Regions from separate parts of the Mus musculus genome. Here regions 2, 3 and 4 are each linked to region 1. The links are chromatin contacts, called in public HiChIP or PLAC-seq and promoter capture Hi-C maps. All regions are on one chromosome and are shown on one strand. The core of a region is the stretch at or near the end of the contact, and the rest is flanking DNA. Distances in the headings are between cores, read along the strand shown. Region 1 holds the start of Ddrgk1 (DDRGK domain containing 1). Region 2 holds the start of Hspa12b (heat shock protein 12B). Region 3 holds the start of Adam33 (a disintegrin and metallopeptidase domain 33). Region 4 overlaps Atrn (attractin).

What was found. Promoter capture Hi-C pulls out the DNA fragments that hold promoters and counts their contacts. HiChIP or PLAC-seq counts read pairs in DNA pulled down with a chosen protein or histone mark.
Region 2: a contact with region 1 is called in a promoter capture Hi-C map of maxillary cranial neural crest. The contact joins the promoter of Hspa12b here to the promoter of Ddrgk1 in region 1. A contact is called at or near these places in 3 of 39 promoter capture datasets (cranial neural crest, frontonasal cranial neural crest and maxillary cranial neural crest) and 1 of 115 datasets of contacts at active chromatin or transcription factors (bone marrow-derived macrophages).
Region 3: a promoter capture Hi-C map of embryonic stem cells shows a contact between it and region 1. The contact joins the promoter of Adam33 here to the promoter of Ddrgk1 in region 1. A contact is called at or near these places in 2 of 39 promoter capture datasets (cranial neural crest and embryonic stem cells) and 1 of 9 other capture datasets (pancreatic islet).
Region 4: an H3K4me3 HiChIP or PLAC-seq map of stem cell-derived neural progenitor cells shows a contact between it and region 1, with 20 read pairs. The contact joins the enhancer-like site here to the promoter of Ddrgk1 in region 1. A contact is called at or near these places in 8 of 39 promoter capture datasets (the 3T3-L1 cell line, 3T3-L1-derived adipocytes, cranial neural crest and 5 more), 2 of 484 Hi-C or Micro-C datasets (the HPC-7 cell line and embryonic stem cells) and 5 of 115 datasets of contacts at active chromatin or transcription factors (embryonic limb bud, embryonic stem cells, extraembryonic endoderm stem cells and 1 more).

The regions. Positions count from the first base shown.
Region 1 is chr2:130,663,294-130,665,956 of GRCm38.p6, forward strand. It overlaps Ddrgk1 (DDRGK domain containing 1), which reads right to left and starts at 1,352. Exons shown (of 9, transcript NM_029832.2): 1 at 1,182-1,352; 2 at 55-261. The coding sequence starts at 1,272. It also overlaps a transcript of Itpa not described here.
Region 2 is chr2:131,126,097-131,128,759 of GRCm38.p6, forward strand. It overlaps Hspa12b (heat shock protein 12B), which reads left to right and starts at 1,316. Exons shown (of 13, transcript NM_028306.3): 1 at 1,316-1,418.
Region 3 is chr2:131,062,443-131,065,105 of GRCm38.p6, forward strand. Adam33 (a disintegrin and metallopeptidase domain 33) reads right to left here and starts at 1,372. Exons shown (of 21, transcript NM_033615.3): 1 at 973-1,372. The coding sequence starts at 1,072.
Region 4 is chr2:130,949,228-130,951,890 of GRCm38.p6, forward strand. The region is part of intron 6 of Atrn (attractin); the gene reads left to right. Among named protein-coding and RNA genes, the nearest start is that of Atrn, 44 kb to the left of the region's middle. Within about 2 kb of position 1,309, at least 17 of the 459 cell types and tissues checked have an H3K27ac peak or open chromatin away from gene starts, as enhancers often do. A contact at or near this core is called in liver and stem cell-derived neural progenitor cells, where this site is marked.

The DNA.
Region 1 (2,663 bases), core at 102-2,601:
GGGAGACTTCCGAACGCCTTTAATCCAGCCCTCCCCCAGGCTGGGCCCTCTTACCTGGAATAACAGTTTGACCCACATTCTCATCCCCGTCTTCCCAGGCCACTCGCTGGGCTCGACGCTGGGCCTGTAGACGGCTGCCCAAGTCCCTCCGACGCCGGGGTCTGCTTCCAGTTCTCTGTTCTTCAGACTCCTGGGGCAAAGAGCGGCCTACCTGGCCTGCTCCTGCCCTCTCTTCCTCATTGTGCAGTGGTTCTCCGTCAGCTTTTGGGAGGGAGGAATCATAACACTGTCAAGCAGCCCATCTTCAAGAGAGTGAAGCACAGGATCTTGGGAGTCTCATCCCCCTGCTGAACCACCTCAGACTATTGCTGCCCACAGCACCAAGTCCCAACTTAGGTTTGTCAAGGCCTTTTTTGTACGCACACTTTGGCCTGATGCTCACTTCTCATTTCCTACCTCCTTTGATATCTTCATCTTGAACAGGCGACCTGTGAGGATACTCTCACCCTGAGGTTTACAGATCTCGCTCCATGCCCGCTGCAAGATTACATTTACTTCTTGCTATGTTATGATTTTATAGGGTACGCCAACCAGAGACTACATGTCACAGTCGAGGCTGAATCGTCCCTCCCTGGAAGACTTGTTGGCAATCAGCTTTACCTCAGCTTCTGTCTCTTCTGCCCGTGGGACACAGAGGTGCTCTGAGGTGGCTTATGGGGTCAGGCATCAGAGAGATATATAGAAACTCCTACACTTACGTGAAATGTTAGTAAGGGGGACTGTCAGGTTGTCAGTGCCAGGCCACTTCTAACCCTGGTGGAGGCGAGGCAAAGCAGCATGGGTGCCCTCTTTGGCGGGAGATGCATTCAGTTTCCTAAGGCTGCTTAGCCCTCCTACTCCTAGTAAGCGGAACACACTGGGCAGGATTAGAAAACCGGCAGCCTCTCCTATTGGTGCAGAGTAGAAAGGCAGGCTTGGTTCCTAGGTTGCATCCCCAGCTCTGGGCTCCGCGCTAATTCCGAGTGTGTCCTAAGGCGCGTGCGCAAAGCTCGGGCCAGCGCACAAGCTCCTCGTAAGCACAGGAAAGCTCGTCAGTGCATGCGCACGAGTCGAGGGCCTACCAAAGCCCAGGAACTCTGAAAAACGGATTCCTCCAGCCCTGGGACGGCGGCACCTCCTACCTGCTGCCGCCCGACCCCGGCTGCGAGTCAGGAAGAGGATCAGGCCGATGAGCAAAACTGCCGCCACCAGATACACCCAGGGCCCCACCATGACGACAGACAGCCGGGCAGCGCAGCCAGCGCGCCTGCGGGATCCGGATCGCCAGGCCCCGCCCACTACCGTCCGCCCTGCCCAGCCGCTCGCTGAGCTCCGCCCCCACCCTGGGCTTGACCTGGGCCTCAGTTAACTGAAGAGTCCCTGATGCCACATTTGCTTGCCATCCCAGTGCTCGGGAAGTGGAGACTCGGAGACCAACATTTCAAGGTCGTCTCTGGCTATATGGCAACATGGAGGTCGTCTGCATTTAATGACGCTGACTGCTCTTCCAGTGGGCCAGGGTTCAGTTCGCAGCACCCACATAGTGGCTTACAACCTTCTATTACTTCAATTCCAGGGGACCCAAAACCCTCTTCAGACCCTCTCGAGTGTCAGGCACGCAGGTTATACACAGATATGCATACCTGCGAAACACTCATACACGTCAAATAAGTGTTTAAGAAAAAAAGAAAGAAAAAGGAAGAAAATAGTGGGGCGAGTAAGTAGGGGACTAAGCTGGGGTTGTAGATTAGTAGTAGAGCACTCATGGCCAAGGCCCTTAGTTTAATTTGGAGCACTGAAAAATGCAACGTGTGTACGAATATCTTATTAATACTGCAAGTTAGGCATCCATTGTATTACTTTCTGTAAATGTGGAATGTTTTGTAATTTGTTTCTCAATGTTGATAAACCTAAGGCCTTCCAGGCGTCAGGCAAGCGCTGTTACGGTAAGCTTTATCTCTAGCACCTACGTTCTTTCCGTATATTTGGAGATTTAGATCCATGTTCGGCTGAAGGTTGAGGCTTTGCTGGAATTTTATCGCAGCTGCCCCCCACCTTTAGTTGTTTGGTTTTGTTCTGAGACAGGGTATCTGGTAGCCTAGGCTGGCCTTGGACTTGGTGTATAGTAGATGGTGACTTTAAACTGATCCTTTGCTTCTGCCTCATAAGTGCCTGGATTATATGGGAGTACAGGTGTGCACCCTGATGTCCAGACGCTCCTCCATCTTTTGAGGATGGGTTGTTTTGTTTTAGTTCTTTGAGCTCTCATTATATGGCCCTGCCTGGCCTAGAACTCAATATGTACACAAGGCTGGCCACAAACTTAGAGGGATCTGCTTGCCTCTTCCTTGGTTATAATTAAAGGCATGTGGCACCACAGACCTGCCTGGCTCCTGAATTATTATTATTTTTTTTCCGAGACAGGGTTTCTCTGTGTAGCCCTGGCTGTCCTGGAACTCACTCTGTAGACCAGGCTGACCTCGAACTCAGAAATCCACCTGCCTCTGCCTCCCAAGTGCTGGGATTAAAGGCGTGTGCCACCACACCTGGCTGGCTTCTTAACAAATGTTATTTTATATGTGATATATATATATATATATATATGTATATTAATTACCTGGCCT
Region 2 (2,663 bases), core at 66-2,565, 460 kb after region 1:
CTGGGGATCTGCAGCTGTGGCCCAGGGGGAATTGGATGCTTGAAACAAAAAACAAGAAGCAGGTGTGTGGGAGAGTCGGACCCTGAAGGAGGTCAAGCCCCTAGAGGCCTCTGCAAAATGTCTTGTCAGCGAACAACTAGGCACACCCAGGGGGCCTCCCCCTTCTCTGAGAAGGGGTTGGGGGAGGGGCTGTGAGGGCTGCAACTGGGATATAAAGTGAGTAAATTAATTTATCGATTAATTAAAAAAAAGTCTTGTCACACATACCCTAACAGCCAAATACACACAGACACGAGATACAGTGTCACACACATACTGCACGGGTGCCTCTGTCCTCAGTCAGGCAGGGAAACCTGCTGGCTGGACACCTTGCTGGGACAGACACACCCCTCCAGCCCTGACCTCGGTCAGAAAGCCCTCTGGGACAGCAGATATGACAGTATGGGCAGCAAGCCCTAGGGAAGGGACACATTTTCTCTGGGCACAATGAGAGAACCTAGGCAGACCAGGAGGGAAACCGAGGTCTGGCAAAGGGTGACATGGCAGAGAACAAAAGCAGCTCCCCTCCTTGTCCGCTGCTGGGTCTAGGGGAGCAGGTCACAAGGAGGTAAGGTCTGCAAGCATCTGGGGCCTTTGTGGGGCACAGGGACCAGAGGACTTGACAGATCCTGGGAGTACAGGGCAGGGTAAGTCAGCTCCGGACAGAGCTCAGGCAAGCACCTGACCATCAGGGCTTCCCCTACAAGTCTCCTGACTTAAGCCAGAACCTGGCATCACCAGGAGGTCCTGGGTTGATACAAGAAGGCCGTAAGCCTCATTCGAAAGGTTGAGGACTTCTCACTGTTGAGGCAAATTGGGAGGTCTCCAGTCAGGCCTGAGGTCCCAGCCTGGAAACCTAGCTTCTGCCTTCACCCTAAGTTCAGACAATCGGGGACGAAAAAGTGTTGAGGAGACTGCAAAGACCTAGGACAGGGTCACCCTTCGTAGGGGACTAGACTCTGGGCAGCAGATGCCAAGGCCCAGCACCAGGGAGGGCAGCTGGGGAAATGCGAGCAGCAAAAGGTCTTTGAGGGTCTGGAATTCTCCGCACACCCTGCTCCTCCCCCTCTGCCTTCTCCCATCCCACCCCCCTGTGCTGCTGCCCTCTGAGCAGGGGAGGCACCGCTGGCCCGCTGGCCCGCAGTGCTGCTGTGTTGTGAGGGAACTGGGAGGGGCTCGGGCTGGGCCCCCTCGGCTGAGCCCCGCGCAGGCAGGCCCCGCCCCGGCTCGCACATCTGGGCGGCGAGTGCGGCCATCCGGCCTGGGGGAGGGTGCAGAGACGGGCCTGGTGCACGTTGAGGTCCACTGTAAGCTCCGCTGCGGGACTCTGAGCTAGCACCCAGGCGACAAGACCCGGAGGAGCTGTCCGAGGGGCGGAGGTGAGCTGGGGAAGGACCTCTGGGCTTCCCAGAGAGTTGCAGAGGCTGCCCTGGGGAACTGTGAGCCCACTGGCTGGGTGGGGGCAGATCTGCAAGCTCCTCGAGGAGGCGAGGAGGCGGGCCCGCTGGCCTGGACAGGGGGAGGCAACTGAGCTCTGGCTCCTACCTGGGGCTATGGAACCCCACTGGAGTTTTAGTCTGGAGAAACCGCTGCAGGGGAGGTGGGGTGGAGCCTGGCAGGAGAGTCGTTGTGGACTAGGGCCTGCTCACTTAACCAGTTGTGGGGACCTGCTGCCTAGGCCAGAAGTGAGACAAGGGGTTGGATGTATTTGTGTCAAGAATTGCCTCAGGAGACGCCAGTCACTGAGACCCAGGGATGTGGGAGAGCGTCAGGGTGATCAGGATGTCAATATTCCAGAGACCTCAGGTTTCTCTCAAAAGGTGGGAATCCAAGTTGGGTGGGGTCTGAGCTTCTATAAGGTTAGAGGAGTTATCTGTGGAGTAAGTCTGTCGATGGAGGAAAGAGAAGAAAGGAACACTTATGCAGACTTCTGGAGCCATGGAGAGTGAAAAATTTCGTTGGAGAGAGCGGTCATGGATGAATGGGCATTAGGTGTTGGTGGAACAGAGATTGTGAACTAGTTATTGCCCTGATGATGGATGATTAGGTTACCCAGAGGGGTGGTGCAGGCATAAGGAGCAAAGCTGAGGCAGAGAGGGACCACCCATGGCCATTCCCATCACCCATAGCCATCACAGGAGGGAGTGGCCGCCTCACTCCACAGCCTTTTCCTGGTCCCCTCTCCTTGAAGTCATCTCCTCATAGGGTGGGGCAGCCTTTTGGGTGCCAGTTCTGATCTGATCCTGTGGCCCCAGTTGACCGTAGCCTGCTGACAGTCCTGTTGCAATAAAGGGCTGGCAGGGTGCTAGGCTGAGAGGCAGGGTCCCCGAGAAGAATGTTAAGATCTGAGTGGGTTCTTTGTTCTCATGAGCATCATGTAGAAACAGGAAGCCCAGCAAGACACACCTGCAGATTTCTGGAGATCACAGGAACGCATCCTAATCACCCCACGCAACAAGAGACCCTTGGAGAACTGTGTCCATAGGGCAAAAGAATTCTAGGCTACTGTGAGATCTGGAGAAGTCTCTGAGTTCCCACTTGGCCACACCCAGTCCTGGTCTTCAATGACTGACAGACCTTGTCTGTCAGACAGCACTCAGGGATGTAGGTCAGGGTGAATCTGA
Region 3 (2,663 bases), core at 122-2,621, 400 kb after region 1:
GAAGCCTTCCTGGAGGTTAAAGATCTCTCCGCCAAGAGAAGGCTTAACTGAGTATGGAGAACCAAGTCTTGCTGGCCTCGGATTACCAAGGGTGCAGGATAAGGATTCAGGTGTGAGTGTTCTCTGTGCAGCCCTGCAAGACAAGGAAGGAGGCAAGCTAGGAGTCCGGTGGACTAAAGTGGAAACTGAGGAAGCCAGTCTGCATTAGGAAACACAGAGGCTCTCTCTCCTCACCATTAACTATCCGCAGGCTAAAGGCAATACAGCTGTCAGTCAGCCCCCTCAGAAGCCTTACGGAAGCAGCAGTCAACAGATATGGGGTGGTTTCCAGACTGCCCAATATCCAGCCCTCAGCCCTTACTGCCTCCTCCCCGGTGGTCCTTCTGCCTTCTGGCCAGCCTAGTGCTTGCTATGTGGAGTTTGGAGATTCACCCTACAGGCTTGGAGATGCTAAGAGCCCTGTCGTCCCGGAGTAAGGAGAGGTTACAGTAGGAAGAGAAAGTGGTAGCCCCAGGCACGGCTAGGCAGACACCCCTGTTTGAAGAACTGCCACATAAGGCAACTGTATAAACACCATACACACTGCCCAGACCCAGCATGAGAAGAGGACGAGCCGAATGAGACAGCTAGGCCTGTGGGCAGACCAGGACTCCAAGGACCCCAGGTCCTTCCAGGAGCAGGGAGACACTCTGGCCTGGCAGTTTGGAAGTGCAGAAGCTTCCGGACAGAGCTGGGCAGCACTGAGGAAAGGGTAGTGTTGCCTATTTGCTTTGCTAAGTAAGTGTGGGCAAGTCTGCTCCAGGGCCAACCCTTACCAGGAGCACAGACCCTTCCCACATCCTGTCCTGGCCAGGTAGCCGAGGGTCGGGAACTCTATGTTCTGTAGTTGCACTGGAACCCATGACCACCACCACTTCACCCTGCCCTAGAGCCGCCCCCCCCCCCCCCCCCCCCCGCCGCCTGTATCCTCACCTGGAAACATCCGAGCGCTCCGCAGCGGACACGAGGGCAGCAACAGCGGCAGCAATAGCAGCACCGGAGACCCCCCGGGTCTCCCGCACCTCGAGCCCATGGCTGGGAGTGCCTTTCCCTCTCACTCTTGCTGTGCTGTTGGCTCCACCCCGGCTAGAGGGGGCCGCCTCCTCCCGCCCTCAGCGGGCCTCGCGCCACCTCACAGGAGCGCAGGAGTGTGGCCCTACCCTGGCCCGCAAAACAGGAGTCCGCGCTGCGGGAGCCAGGATGACCCTCCCTGGCGTTATCTGCAACAATCCTATCCACGCTGGCCAAGGGAGGCGAGGGCGGAAAGTCCGGGAAGGTTCTTAGAGAACCTCTCTGGTGCTGAATAGAGGCACTAGCTAAGTGATCCCCACAGCTGCTCTGTCTGCCTAGCACACATCTCTGGTCGCAGTCTCCCTAGTGACATCTGGATTCTCCTTTCTACCCAGGATCTGTCTACCTGCACCTAGTGTCCCACAGCAGTGAAGCTGTCCCACTGCAGCTGAGATGCATCTGGGTACCTAGGGGTCTTGTGGTGGCCGCGTTGCTGAAGTCTGTGGTTCCTGGTAAAGGCAATGCAGTGGTGGGCACAGGGCAGAGGAACAGCGATGGCCAGGACAGAATTGTTCTATACCACAGACCCCCAGGCATGAGGGACCCTTTCCCAAATTTTAAGGACATTGCTTTCGTGTTGAAAAGATCACTTCGTACACTTGGTATGATTTCGGATAGCAAGAGATTTAACTTTGAAATAAGATGATTAATAATTTCGTTCTGAGAATATGGAATGTAAAAGTTCCAACGGCAGAAGAAAAAACATTTATACGATTCGAACATCAAATGCTGGGATTAAAGGCGTGGTGGTGCACGCCTTTAATCCCAGCACTCGGGAGGCAGAGGCAGGCGGATTTCTGAGTTCGAGGCCAGCCTGGTCTACAAAGTGAGTTCCAGGACAGCCAGGGCTACACAGAGAAACCCAGTCTCGAAAAAACCAAAACCAAAAACAGAAAACCAGTATGATAGGTCAGGCAATTGGATCGAGACAGGACACTCAAGATAGCTAGCCTGTGCAATATAGAAAGAAGTCTCATGGAAGAGAGAGGGAAGGGAAGGAGGGGGGAGAGAGAGAGAGAGAGAGAGAGAGAGAGAGAGAGAGAGAGAGAGAGAATGAGAGCGAGAGAGCGAGCGCACCTCAGTTGATACAAGATTGGGGCCCTGAGTTCCATCCCCAGCATCCCATAAATTGGGTGTAGCAGCACACACCTGTATCCCAGCAGAGAGGCAAAAGACAAGTTCAAAGTCCTATATGGAAAAAGTGTGAGATCAGCCTGGAGACCTGGTGTGTGGCAGTGGGGTGAGGGGTGTCATCAAGGAGAAGGCTTAGTAAGTAAAGGACCTGCGTTGGTTCTTGAGTTCAAGTCTCCAGCAATCAGAGAAAGCCAGAACCATTGCACAAACTTGTAAGCCAAGTGTTGGACTGGACAGAGACAGGCAAATGTTTGAGGTCCAGGTTCAGTAAGAGACCCTATCTCAAAAAATCTGATGGAGAGTAACACTGGAAGAACTCAGAGTGAGTCACACATGCACACACAGGTGAATGTGTATACAAAGGGGGCAGGGAGGGAGAATGAGAGGAGACTGGGAGATATCTGTAGTTCATGTCTGTA
Region 4 (2,663 bases), core at 59-2,558, 290 kb after region 1:
TGTGTTTGTGTGCCATAGTGCCTGTGTGGTCAGAAAAAGACTTGGAATGCTGTGCTGTGCTCCCACCCTGTAGGTGAGATCACTTGGGTTACCCAGGTCATCAGGCTGGCAGCAAAGCACTCTTCCTCTGTGAGCTTTCTTGCTGACCTAAGAAAAAATTGAAATACTAACTATGATTAACACACCTTGAACACTGTGTGTAAACAACCAAGAGAAAAAAAGCAGCAGCAAGAAAACAGTATGGCTCAGTACTCCTGAGCACAGTAAACAGTGTGAGGCAGGGTGTCCTGAGACTTTTCTTTTTGCCTATGTATGTTAAATTTACTGCTGAGCACATTTGCAACTTAGTAATACTGATAGGTACAAGAAAGAAAAAAAAATACCCTAAGGAAAAGACGTAGGATGTAGCCCAGAGGTGGGGTTCTCGCCTCCATGTGCAGGGCCTCTAATTATATGTAGCATCTCAAAAGAATAAAAAAAAAATTTAAAGCAAGATCTTCCAGAAAATCTTGTGCTCTCTTTAGTCCAAGGATTTAGAAAGACAAAACTTTCAATAGTAATGTCTCTATGCCAGCCAGATGCCACAGAAATCTAGCCCTGGCCTGATCTGTGCCAGTAAAGCTAAGTGGGGAGCCTGGATGTCCTTCCTTACCAGGATACAGTAAGATGCCCCAACGACTAGGGTTAGCACCAGAGACACCAAGTAGTCATAGGGCTTTCAGGTTCACCAGTTGGAAATACAGCTTCTGCCCAGACAGTGCCAGTAGAGGCCATGTGAGGACATTGACCTCTGCTGTCAGCAACAGTAATGGCAGTAATAAGTTGACCTTCTCCATCCTATGGGAGGGGTCTAAGAAGGCATAAAATCAAAGAGGATCTAGAGTCTCACAGCATGATATACAAAATCTGCCCAGCCAAGAGCTAATATGATCTCGTTTTGAATGAGAAATCAAAGAGACATTGACATTAGGGTGACACACATTAGAATTATCTGACAAGGAATGTAGTGCTAAGGATGAAGTCTGGTGCTTCCCATACGCTGAGCATGCCTTCTACCAACTGAACGACAGCCTCAGCAGTGGGCTGGTGCTGCAGTCTGGAGTATGTCGAGGTGTGTGAGATACAATGTCTGTGATTAACTGTGTCAGCATTAAAAATGGAATTTTAAGGTGGCCTACCTAAAACACTACAATGAGCAGCTACACACATATAAAACAAATGAAAGAATAGAAAGTCTCACCAAAACAAATACAAGACATAACAGGATACCAGAGGCCAGGTTAAGGCACTTGTCCAGCTGGGCCTGGTGACCCACTTGGGTGGAAGAAGGAACCAGTTCCTGGCAGTTGCCTTCTGATTATCTTTGTGCCTTGGCAAATACATGGCCTTGCCCAAATAAATAAATGTAATAATAATTATTAGAAAGAATCTTAAGTGGAGGGCCTGGAAGATGGCTGAGAGGCTAAGAGCATTTTCTCCTGCTCACAGCCAGCTGGGACTTCTGTTCTAGAGGATGTAGATGCCCTCTTGTGGCCTCTGCTGGCACTGCATGCGCATGGTACACAGATAGGAAGGCAAGCAAAACACTCAGACACATAAGATAAAAATAAATAAATCTAAAAAGAGAATATCAGATGGAGTTGTAAAATTGAAAAATGCAGCAATGGAAACAGAAATCCCAGTGGGTGGATTAGCATTGGCAGGACAGAGGCAAGAAAGAGCCAGCGAGCCTCCAGACAGACCATTAGAAATTCCACAGTCAGAACAATAGGGAGAACAGTAAATCTTACATTAAAAGAAGGCCAGGGCCTGGTAGCAAAAGGTTTTAATTTAAGCACTTGAGAGGGAGAGGAGGCAAATCTCTCTGATTGGGGGTTGGGGTTAATGGTGAATGCCATGACACCCTGCTCAGAGTTAGCCTTCTCCCCTAAAAAAATTTTAAATTCATTTTCAATGCTGACACAGTTAATCATAGACATTGTATCTCAGACACCTCAACATACTCCAGACTGCAGCACCAGCCCACTGCTGAGGCTGTCGTTCAGTTGGTAGAAGGCATGCTCAGCATTCGCGAAGCACCAGACTTCATCCTTAGCACTACATAAAACTGGGTGTGGTCATGCACACTTATAACTTCAGCACCATGGAGGCAGAGGCAGGATGATGAGAACTTGAGGATCATTCTCAGTTACATAGGGAGTTTGAGGTTAAGCAGGGGTACAGGAGGCCTGTCTCAAACAAACAGACAAACAGACAAACAAACAAACTTCAAAAAACTCTTGAAGTACTAGGCCTAGTACGTGCTGAGATTGTAGGTATATGTCATCATGCCTGTTGTAGAATGAGTGAGAGCGGACTCCATAGGCTTATAGATTTGAATCTTGGTGTCTGTCTATGTCATGTCATCCCTGCACAAAAGCCCACACTAGGCCCACACATTCTCTCTGTCTGCTGCATGTGGGTTAGATGTGAGCTCTCAGCTGCTGCTCCAGTGCCATGCCTGCCTGCTGCCAGGCTCCAGCCATGACGGTCAGGGACTAACTCTCTGAAACTGTAACCAAGTTCCCAATGAAATGCTTTCTTTCATAAGTTGCCTTGGTCATGGTGTCTCTTCACAGCAATAGCACAGTAACTAAGATACCTGGCTCCTCCCCTCCCCACCC